Regions from separate parts of the Mus musculus genome. Here regions 1 and 3 are each linked to region 2. A link is a contact called in public HiChIP or PLAC-seq and promoter capture Hi-C data. All regions are on one chromosome and are shown on one strand. The core of a region is the stretch at or near the end of the contact, and the rest is flanking DNA. Distances in the headings are between cores, read along the strand shown. Region 1 has its middle 36 kb from the start of Gm34554. Region 2 has its middle 51 kb from the start of Mir3072. Region 3 holds the start of Rtl1 (retrotransposon Gaglike 1).

The links. Promoter capture Hi-C pulls out the DNA fragments that hold promoters and counts their contacts. HiChIP or PLAC-seq counts read pairs in DNA pulled down with a chosen protein or histone mark.
Region 1: a CTCF HiChIP or PLAC-seq map of the NIH/3T3 cell line shows a contact between it and region 2, with 24 read pairs. The contact joins two enhancer-like sites. A contact is called at or near these places in 2 of 15 datasets of contacts at CTCF or cohesin (the NIH/3T3 cell line and embryonic stem cells), 1 of 484 Hi-C or Micro-C datasets (liver), 5 of 115 datasets of contacts at active chromatin or transcription factors (all in embryonic stem cells) and 1 of 9 other capture datasets (embryonic trunk).
Region 3: a contact with region 2 is called in a promoter capture Hi-C map of the 3T3-L1 cell line, with 9 times the contacts expected there. The contact joins the promoter of Rtl1 here to the enhancer-like site in region 2. A contact is called at or near these places in 5 of 39 promoter capture datasets (the 3T3-L1 cell line, 3T3-L1-derived adipocytes, embryonic stem cells and 1 more) and 1 of 9 other capture datasets (adipose tissue).

Annotation. Positions count from the first base shown.
Region 1 is chr12:109,956,345-109,960,198 of GRCm38.p6, reverse strand. No RefSeq gene overlaps it. Among named protein-coding and RNA genes, the nearest start is that of Gm34554, 36 kb to the right of the region's middle. Within about 2 kb of position 1,663, at least 31 of the 459 cell types and tissues checked have an H3K27ac peak or open chromatin away from gene starts, as enhancers often do. A contact at or near this core is called in the NIH/3T3 cell line, where this site is marked.
Region 2 is chr12:109,797,071-109,800,703 of GRCm38.p6, reverse strand. No RefSeq gene overlaps it. Among named protein-coding and RNA genes, the nearest start is that of Mir3072, 51 kb to the right of the region's middle. Within about 2 kb of position 1,618, at least 27 of the 459 cell types and tissues checked have an H3K27ac peak or open chromatin away from gene starts, as enhancers often do. A contact at or near this core is called in 3T3-L1-derived adipocytes, the NIH/3T3 cell line and liver, where this site is marked.
Region 3 is chr12:109,598,138-109,601,641 of GRCm38.p6, reverse strand. Rtl1 (retrotransposon Gaglike 1) reads left to right here and starts at 1,312. Exons shown (of 2, transcript NM_184109.2): 1 at 1,312-1,373.

The DNA.
Region 1 (3,854 bases), core at 414-2,913, 160 kb before region 2:
CTGCCCTAGGATGTAACCACCAAATGGACTTTTTTCCTGTTGGCATGGGGTGGGGGGTGGGGGGCAGAGATATGGGGTTACCTGAAGGACCTGGAGCAACACCCAGGAGGTAAGATCTAAGATTCACTAAGGAAGCAGAGACCCCGGAGTGCTCTTTAAGCCTTCCCTATTTGGACCTAATAGAAGGGAATATCCACACCAAACACCTGAGGGGCCAGCTCCTCACACACAACAGATGGCCAGGGTCTGAGCTGACACTCCCTCTCATTTGGATGGCCTTGCAGACTGAGGTCATCTGCAGGATCCAGGCAATGGGCTCTCCAGACCCTTTAGACCCAACAACCTGAGAAGGGAGGTTTGCCCTGAGCAGAGGCAAGCCCCACAACAAGGAAAGATAAGCTTAGCATCGCTGTCAGATCTAACAAATAACAATGCAGATCACTAGTTAGTGTGGGTTCTAGTGTTTAGTGCTAGCATGTTCCAAACATGACTGCTTATCAGGAAGTTGCATATAACTGGACACCTGACATGCCACTCAGGAATCCAGAAAGGAGGCTGACTTCTGACCAGCCATTGAAAACTCTCCCTACCTGTTGACCCCATCCTCTGTTGCATCTCTGACCATGAGGGTCCCTCCACTTCTCACTGCCAAGCTCTTTGCTCCCAAAACTCCCTCATCCCCAGTGATCCTGACAAAGTGCCCCATTGGGTGGGAATTGGCCTTTAGCCCCCACTGCTACATGGTGGGTTCCTGCTTCTGGAAATCTTGGAGGCTTCAGTTTGGGTTCCCCCCTCTAGTTCACCTCAGTGTTAGAGGAGGCCCGAGGGTGTCCCTCCATGGGGGAATGCTGAGAAGTCACTTGACACAGCTCCTGGGTCCTTACCATCAGACCCTGAAGTGCTAAGCTCACAAGATGTTGCTTCTGAGCTCTGACACCCCTCAGGAAATGACTGAGAACTATTGCCAGGGCATGACTTAGCAGAGGCCACCAAGAGCTGGTGGCAGAGCAGAGGTATCTTCAGGTGGAGGACTTTGGGGTGCTGGTCATTTTCTTTGAGCTCCTGGTGGTATGGTACCGGAGGCGGCCCCTCTCTCCCCTAGGCAGGGTGGAGTGTCCGTTTGCAAGCTGACCGAAACTCCGTGGGTCTGGAGGTCTCAGGCCAGAAATGTTTTCATTTTCCCAGAGGGTAAATGCGCTCCTGCCTGGGTGGTAAGTGGAGCCCTGTGATTGGTTTACCATCTACTCTAGCCCCAGGCCCTTGGGCACGGAGGACGGCCACTGGGGGGCAGTGCTAGCCAGGAGACCTGGCAGGGATCCACCCTCCTCCCGCCAGAGGCCCTGCGGCAGGGAGCTGTGCATACCAGACTCTTACTCACAGTGAGTGAGGATCAAGGTAGTGCTGGACTCTGGGCTTTCTCCTAATGTCCAGAGCCACACCCATCTGGACTCCCCCCTCCATCTCTTTCTCTCCCAACACACACACACACACACACACACACACACACACACACGCACGCACGCACACACGCACGCACGCACGCACGCACAGGCTCAGATTAATTTACCCAGCCTACTTCTTTATCTCCAAAACTGAGCCCAGTGTCCAGTGCCGCTTTGAGGGTGCTCCACATTCCATCAAGGTCGCTCAGCCTCAGCTTTGGCCCTGGGATGGGTTATGCTGCACTGACTGTCCCCCTTGCTAGACTGCAGTGCCAGGAAGTCTTCCATCCTAGCCAGTCCCAGTACCCATTTTACAAATGGCAAAACCAAGGCCCTGAGACAGGTAGTGACTTACCCAGGGACACACAGAAAATTAGGAATGGTTTCCCTGTTCTTCCTCTACGCCCCTTCTGCATACACACTGGGTGGCACTCAAATCTCGAGGACCTTAGGAGGCCCACCCCTGCATCAATGTCCCCCATGTCCTTCCCCTGCAGATTCCAGACCTCCTAGGGCCAATGCCTAACACTCTCCTGTGTCCTGTACTTAGCTCACAGTGGGCCTCACTGCAGGCAGGGCTCTTGCTTTCTGCAAATCTCCTCTTCTGTGGAATGGGGCATGCCTGAACCCTTGAGAGTCTGCAGGGAGAGAATGTATGCAAATTCCTGGAGAGTTCCAGGTGTTTAGGCATGAGCACCCAGTGGCCATCTATCTGCATTCAGTCTCCCTACCCTGTCCCAAGGTCCCTGGTGCTCTCCCACTGATGCTCCTGTTCTAGACGCCCCCGCTCCCCAGCCTGAGACAATGGATCCACCTGGCAGGAGGCTCATCTGGGCTCTGAGATACTGCCCCCTGTCTTCTTCAGTATTCAGTCCCAGGCAGGGTGGGCTCAGAGAGAAGAGATGCCCTGTGGCTTGGCACACACAGAAGGGACAGGGTGGAACATGTGGGTAGCCTGTGGCTTTCCTTAGGAGGTGTCCACCTGTCTGCTGTTGCAAACAATCACACACACACAGACACACACACACACACACAGAGAGAGAGAGAGAGAGAGAGAAGAACAAGCCATGTGAGGGAAGGTGGCAGCAAAAGGGGGTGTTAGGGGAGACATTCCTGAGGAGGCCCCGCAGTCATTACACATCAGTAGCTGGGTTTTTTTGTTTTGTTTTGTTTTGTTTTGTTTTTTGCCTCAGCTCCTCAGAGAGCTCCTCCGCGTGTCTCCTGGGCTTTGCCAGCTACTCTGAAGCTGCCAAGGTTTTCTGACATGGAAGCACAACTCTCCCTCACTTCTAGGCTGAGTGAGCTGTTTCCCATGAGTCTCAGAGCAAGCCAGGGGCAACAGCAAGAGCAATAGCATGGATGTACCAAGGCCACTGTCCCTGTCCCCTTATGCTGCCTGTACAGCTGCCCTACCCTCTCCTGTGTGTGTGGGTGTTCATGTGTTTGTGTGTTTGCATGTATGTGCATGTTCATGCGTGTGTGTGTGTGTGTGTGTGTGTGTGTGTGTGTGTTCATGTGTTTGTGTGTGCATATTCATGTGTGTATGTGTTCATGCGTGTGTTCATGTGTTTGTATGTTTATGTGTATGTATGTATGTGTGTGTGTGTGTGTGTAGGCCAAAGGTCAATGTCAAATGCTTTCTCAGTCACTTTCCCACCTTAATTTTGGAGACAAGGGTCTCTCATTGGCCTGGAGCTCCCAGGTCCGCTAGCCTGGCTGGCTGGTGAGCCCCCGGGATCCTCTCGTTTCCTCTGCTGGGGTGGCAGGTACACACTGCCTGGCTTCTTACAGCATTCAGCTCCTCAAGCTTGTGTGGCCTGCACGTCACCAATTCAGCCACCTCCAGGCCCCAAGTCTTGTTTTGAACAGTTCATTTTCAAAGCCTCCTCACAAGCCGGCTTCCTCTGTGTGCTTGGTGGCTTCCGCCCAGAAGTCTGGCCACAGTGTTTACTGCCCTGTGGGGTGGCCTGGAGGGCTGGCGTGGGGTGGTGCTTCCCACATTGCTGAGAAGTTTGGTGGGCAGAACACCCAGCTGCCCACAGTTTCCATCTTAGTTCAGCCAGGACAGCAGACACACAGTCAATGGTGATAACTCAACCCGTGTTTACCTGGAATCTTCCACGTGGGAGGCAATGACCTCGCTTGGAACCTGAGGATGGATTCAGTGTGGATGTTCTGGGCTGGAGGAATAAAGAGCACCACCTTTGAGCAGGCCAGACCACCATCGTGCTATATGACCAACGAACCATCTCTGTCTTCACTTGGCTTCCAAGTCACCCCCAAGAAAATGCCAGGACCTGAAATCCCACCATCTGAGTCAGAAATTCCATCCTGGAAGGGAGGTTCCTGTGTGTCCCTAGGAGGACAGAGTTGTCCTAAGACCTTCGAGGTCAGGAAGGTTGTAGGTGTGAA
Region 2 (3,633 bases), core at 369-2,868:
TGGGGGTGAGCTTTGAGACCCTCCTCCTAGCTGCCTTGAAGACAGTCTTCACCTGTTTGCCTTCATAATAAGATGTAGAATTTTCATCTCCTCCAGTGTGATGTCTGCCTGGATGCTTCCGTGCCTCCTGCCATGATGAAAATGGACTAAATCTCTGAACTTATAAGCCTGCTCCAGTTAAATGCTGTCCTTTATAAGAACTGCCTTGGTTTAGGTGTCTCTTCACTGCAGTAAAACCTTGAGACATTACATATGATCCCAAACTGTACAATCACTAGAAGAAAACAAGAGGGAGCAGTTTCCATGACATTGAGATATTTAGCCTTATATAACTTAGAGCACTTTTTTTAGGTAAGGTCTCACTATGCAGCCTTGACTAGCTTGTAACTCACTATTAGGACCAGGCTAGTTTGAAGACATAGAGATCCACCCTTCTTTACCTCCCAAGTGCGAGAATTAAAGGAGTATGCCACCACAGCCAGCAGCTTTGAGAATGAAATATATATATATTTATGTATATAAATATATATATATATAATATATATTTATTTTTAAGCCACATATCATAAGGTTAATATCTAAAGTACATAAGGAACTGAAATAATTCAACCAGGAGAAAACAAAATGCTAATTGTAGAATGAGCGAAGACATTTTTTCTTTAAATTTTTTTCTTTAATAATTTCATATATACATACCAAATGTTAGGTCATACTCACCCCTACCCCACTTCCTGCTTTCCTTCTTCAACTTTCTCAGGACTCCCTCCACATTCCCCTCCCATCTTCATGTCTTCTACACTTTTTAAAATAAGCCACTGAGTCAGTAACAATGCTTGTATGTCCATGGGTACAGGGTATCACCCACTGGTGCATGGGCCACCTATGATGAAACTTGACTGTCCTTCCTACAATGGCCATCAAATAACAATAGCTCCTCCATGTCTATCCATGTAAATGAATAAGTATGATATACCTGTACACAGTGGGCTATCATTCAAACTTTGAAAAGAATGGAATTCAGCCACTTATGACAGGCAGGGTAAGTCTGCAGGAAGCCAGAAACCACAAGATCACATTACAAGTGGCAACCAAGAATATTAACTTTGGATCTGGGAGGATGATGATTCAGTGTGTAAACTATGCAAGCACACTGCTGGGACCCCTCACCATGTGCTTGGGGAAGATTCTTCATTTCTAAATGGGCGCTACTTCCATCTAAGTGAAGCCAATAGAGACCATTCTCCACTCCACCCCTTTGATGGTCTATCAGAGTTCTCTTCACACCATGGGTCCAGGGATGCCCAAGTAGAGCAAGATAAATCTCTTGCCTTGCCACACCCTGCCAGATCCAGTGTGTCCTCACTTCTGCTTCTGCTCACTGAGCACATTTGGATCATGGCTCTCACTGTAGAGCCAGAAGCCCATTGGCCACCAGAAGCCGGGTGTTTGGCAGGCCCAAGTCAGCTCTGGGCAGTAAACACTTCCTACTGGCAGGAGGGGAAAGAAGCTCTGGTCTCAAGGGTCCTTGGTCTCTGCTTCTCTTTGCTGCTCCAAGTAGCCATTGAGGAATCTGGCCACCAAGAATGGGAACTCCCAAGCTGGCAGGACACACCGTCCAGGGGACCCTGGACTCTCCAGTAAGGTACACAGGTCTTGCTTCACTGTTGGGTAATGCTCCGTGGTTATGACCAGGATTTTGCAAGAAGCGATGTTTATGAGATATTTTACCACTGGCAATTTGCTTGTGGTTTTTGGTTGGTGCCAAACCAGTCTCCAAAGACTGGAGTTCTGGAAACACATGGGGGGGGGGGGGTGGCATATGAAACTGAGCCTGCTGCCCTCAGAGCTCAGACTTGAAGCAGAACTCGGTTCATACTGCCTCCTAGGGCATTACTTGGGCATCAAAGATATGTGCAGCAGGGCTCTGGTGCCCTCCATCATAAGTAGGTGCTCTCCACTCTGACCTCCAGCCCAGGTTCAGGCTGTTTGGCTACTGTCACACCTCCCACTTAATATCCTAGCCCCAGGGACCTGAGCTGAGGACCCAGGTCCTAGCTCTCCTCTAGGTCCCCCCATTGCCATTATCTCTAGGCTGTACTTAAGAATTCTTCCAGATACTGCCAGTCTTCCCTGAGTTCTTTCCCTAATATCCCAAGTCTCCACTGGCTTGATCCCTCTTCTTGAAAGGATATCCATTGCCATTGAGACCCTAAGCTATGCTTCATCCTCAGGACCACACCCCTCTGCCTCTACATGAACTATGGCAAAAGTTCCTGCCTGGAATGTTTGTGTCCCCTTTGTGCATCCTCTTCCTTTACCCTCAGAGTCATACCCCAATAGTGTCCAGAGTAGATGCCTTGACAGGAAGCCCAGAACATGTTGCAAGCCTCCATGGATCCTACCCTTTCTCAGCCCTTTCTCTCATGAATATACCTCCCCTGACTCCAACACCCTAGCCAGTCCCTCAAGCCTCTAGGGATATCCTCCAGAGCCTTCTGTCCTGCAAGTTTGCCATTCCAGCCTGCCCAGGCTTGGCTATGGTCACTGGAGTGGGTTGCACAGTTCTAGGTCCCAACAAATGCCATGAGTCCCCTTGGCCAGAAAGTGATTGTTTCCATGGTGATCACTGTGCTGCTTTGAGTTTGAAATGCCCACCATAGGCTCAGGCATTCAAACACTTGCTGCCCAGTTGGTGGTGCTGTATGGGGAGCTTTAAGTGGTACAGTCTTGCTGGAGGTGCATCACCAGGGCTGGGTTTTTCAGAGGTCTTAGCTTTATACTACCACCCACTCATTCTGTCCCATGCCTGTTTGAAATGCAATCTTTCAGCTTCCTGATCTGTCTGTCTTCTGTGTCTACCAACATGGGCTCCAACTCTCTGAAACTTTAAGCCAAAATAGAGTCTTCAGTAAGACACCTTTGGTTCTGGTGTTTTATTACAGCAGCAGAAAAGTAATTCATACAACCATCCAGCGTCACTGGCCTTCCAGAACTACATGTATCCCAAAGTATATGCTACAAGGACTGATAAGTCCAGGGTCTCTGCCTCCAGGTTTGTGTCCTGCAGCTGCTTGGTATGGGACTGTCTGTGCGGAGCCCTGACTTGAGACCAGTGTACTCACTGAGAATCAGCTGACTCTCAACAATAATGCTAGAGCACGCATGGATAGAAGGTACCCTTTACCATGGAAATCCACATGGAGAAAAAGGAATTTGCCCCTCATCTTACTCCATATATAAAACCAGCTCAAATTGATTAAAGACTCAACTTTATATTTTAAACTATAAAGCTACTAAAAGTAAACAAAGGGAATTTGGTGAGCTGAGCAAGAATGGCCCCCAAATACACATATATTTGAATGCTTAGTCACCAAAGAGTAGAATTGTTTGAAATAGATTAGAGAGAGTAGGAGGTGTGGCCTATTAGAACAGGTATGGACTAACTCTCTAAAACTACAAGCAAGCTCTCAGTTAAATGCTTTCTTTTATAAGACTTGCCTTGGCCATGGTGTCTCTTCATGGCAATAGAAAGGGAACTAAGGCAGAGAAGAACTTCATGACATCAATCTGGGCAGTGATGTTTTTTTTGGATTTGACCCCTAAGAGCACAAACAAGAGGTGAAAGTAGACAAG
Region 3 (3,504 bases), core at 63-2,562, 200 kb after region 2:
CTGCCCACATGCCTTGAAAGGAAAGTTTAGGCTCAGGAGCAGCTGATTGGCTATGCAACTGGGCAACCCAAAGAAGAAGGGGGGGTTGGTGCTCCTGCACAGCCCCACAGCCCCTCCCAGAGTGGCATACTCTCCCCCCACCCCTCCACAGTTATTCTGGGAGAGTGACCGAGCTGACCCCCATGCTTCCAGTTAAACATGAAGGAGCCAGGACACAAGGCTGCTGGGTCAAGGGCACAGCTCTGCCTCCGGATGCAACAAGCTGAGGGTATAGTGCAAGAAATGCCCATCAACTTACTTTGATTCACTCTCTATCCTGAGTCATTGGATTCTCCCTTCAAAAGAGCTTAGTTGCCCCACCATAGGGATGAAGGCCTGATGATGGAGGCTTTTTATCCAGACTACAGAGTAAGGAGAACAATGTGGCTATGCAGAAAAGAAAGATAAAGGCTCTCTCCTCTCAAATGCCCAAGCCAGGGTGGAATGGGCAAGACCAGTGGGTAGCCCTGCAGACTCCAGTGGCACTGGAACCACAGCATTAGACCCAAGCTCCTTTTAAGAAGCCCCGATGAGGGTATGGCTTAGCCCATCCAGCAAGCTGAATAGGAAGAGGGACCAAAAACTACTCTTCTCCACTAGGAGATGCAACAAGGACCCTAGGGCTCCACCCACCAAGGGCACATCTTGACCCTGACATTTGTGAAAAACAAAATAAGTAAATAACATAATTTGTGTCCCTTATTGTCCTGGCACAATTACCCCTGTTCTAGTGCTCCATGTCCATCCATACCACCAGAAGGCCAGGGCAGTGGAGCAATGACAAAAAAAAAAAAAAAAAAAAAAAAGAGTCTTTATTCTGAGGAAACTTAGTTCTATAGGCCTGAAGGCTTAAGCACCACTTAAGTGCCACCGAATGACTCATAAAAGAAATCCAAAGTAACAGGGGTCTTCATCCTGCAGCCAAGACCCCAGGTATAGCAAAGAAGGTCTTTGAGAGCCATGGCTGCCCTCAACTCCTCTACGTGGCTTCACTGTCCTCCTGAGCTCTTAGGGGCCTCATGTCCTTCTCCTCTGTCCTCACCTTTCCCCTAATTCCTCCACCCTCACACCCCCACCCCACCCCAGCCCATGCTGAACATTCAACTCTGCTCCTAAATACATTCTCCTCTCCTCTCCCAAGCTCTATTTTTAAAATCAGATTTCCTTTACTGTACAGGGAAAGGTATTCGCTGAGGGATTTGCCCCCCCTGCCCCCCCCCCACTGAACCCTTCATAGATGCTCCGTGGCAGCCCTGACACCATGGGCCACTTGCTCAGAGGCAATCAAGGAGCTAACGTGACCAAGTCTCGCTCTCGGGCAGGCGCTAACAGTGGTGAGACTGGGGTGTCTGTCTTCAATGTTGTGGGGCAGAGGGTCTGAGAAAGACCCAAAGGGTACATTCCCACCCTAGGCACTAGGTCTAGATTTTTATAGACATTTTCAAAAAGATATTATGTAAGGTTTGAGAACATACATTGAGACACATCTGAAAGACGGACAAGTGTCTCGTCTGCATGACCTAGAGGCAAGCAGAATGGGCTTCGGTAGAGGAGGCAAGGGAAGTTGAGGTGATTGTAAAATAAGACATCAGAGAGGGAAGACAGCATTCCAACATGTCCCAAGTCCACTCAGAGGGGCAGACCCCTGAGCTGGGCCACCTACCTGGTGTAGCACTTCCCTTCTCTTGCGACAGGGGGGCTCGTACCCTCAGCAGATCCTTAATGTTCGTGGCATGGTGGCTACCCGGTGGTACTGTCTCAAGTTCTTTAGGGTCCAAGCAGGATACCTAAGCCAAAAAAGAAAAAAAAAGAGAAAAGACTGTTGGGTGAACTGAAGACTAAAAAAATACAAAATGCAAAAACTTTTTGATTGAAAAACAGCAAAATCAAATTTGGCTTAGGAAAGACTCAAGTCTTTCAACAGGAACACCTGTGGAGAAACGAGGAAGGAAGCTATACAAAGTTTAAAATTTATGTTTCATGCAAAACAACTTAAGCTCTCAATTTCCCAAATCAGGGAAGCACCTATATGTTTTCCACAGGAGCGATACTTGCCCCAGGCTCCACTGAGTGCTAAAGCGCGTGGGCTTTGTGTTGCGGGCAGGAAGTTTGTAAGGCTGGACGTGAAGAATGGAGTAGTCAAACGAGGGTGTCACGCAAAGACAGTGGGTTGTTTCAGTGTTACTGGAAATGTAGGAGAAGATTTTAAGTGGGAGTTTTGTGAATCAATTTAAGTTTCTGGGGTAGAAATCTGGACTTTATTTTGAGAAATCAAAAATTTCTATCACACTAAGGGCTTTGGGCTTCTGCCAAAAGGCTTTAAAAAAAAAAAAAAACTTAATGGTGAGATTGCTTGCTTGTGGGAGATAAGCTTGTAGAATGAATGATAAAACATATTTTATGGCTAACAGCTTTGGACTTTATTATTACAAGCAACAAGAAACACCGAGAAATCATAACTAGGAAAGTGAACAGGCACACATTTAAGATCGTGCCCAAACACTCTGACTTTCTATGTGGAGAGAATGCCAAAGTTTGACTCTCAGGGCAAGCCAAGGAGCTATGATTAATGTAGACACCAAGGAAAGGTTTCAATTAGAGGAGTTACATGGCCGAGTTGGGGACTATGCAGAGAAGTTTGGAATTTATTTAGAGGCTCAGACGTGATGAGGTTTTTGCACATGTTTAAAAATTTGATTTATCCAATTCTAACGGAGTGACATGGTGAGTTTTCTGTGTTTGATAGATATAACATAGCTCTGTTATGAAATCAAATTCTCGCCGCATGCCAAGAATCTAGACTTTTTATGTCCTGCACAATTAAGAGACATTGCCGAGTTTTTAAGGTGGGGTCACAAGCTCAAATTTAATGAACTGTGCTAAGACGTGCGAATTTTATTCTAAGGGATGACGTATCAGATTATAATATCACTTGAGTAAGTTTGGACTTGAGCCAACAAACGGCTTCAAAGTGTGATGGGAGATTTGTTGGTTTCTTTTTTTTTTTTTCTTTTTCTTTCTTTCTTTCTTTCTTTCTTTCTTTTTTTTTTTTTTTTTTTTTTTGGTACGTGACATGATAAGATCCTGTACTGTCTGTTAAGAATTTGGAGCTTCATGCTACATAGAAACTTTGCAACGTTTTAAATCTGGGAGTGACTCCTTACAGCCTGTGAATTCAGCAGAGAAGGGAGTGGACACTGTAATATATTTAGGAGATTTGACCCATGTGCAAACTGAAGGCACTATTGCATCCTGAGTGAGGGGTGAGATATCATTTCTGATCCTTTTGCATGGGGGCGGGGGGTGCTGCGGGATGCTTGGAGTTTGGCCAAGGAAGGATTTTAAGGAGTGAAATGGTGAAGAGTTTTGTGTTCAAAGGAATCTGATGATGTTGAAGCGTGTTTTTATGCTAAGGTATGTGGATTTGGTGTGCTGTTTACTGCGTGGGTGACTGTCCACTGGCCC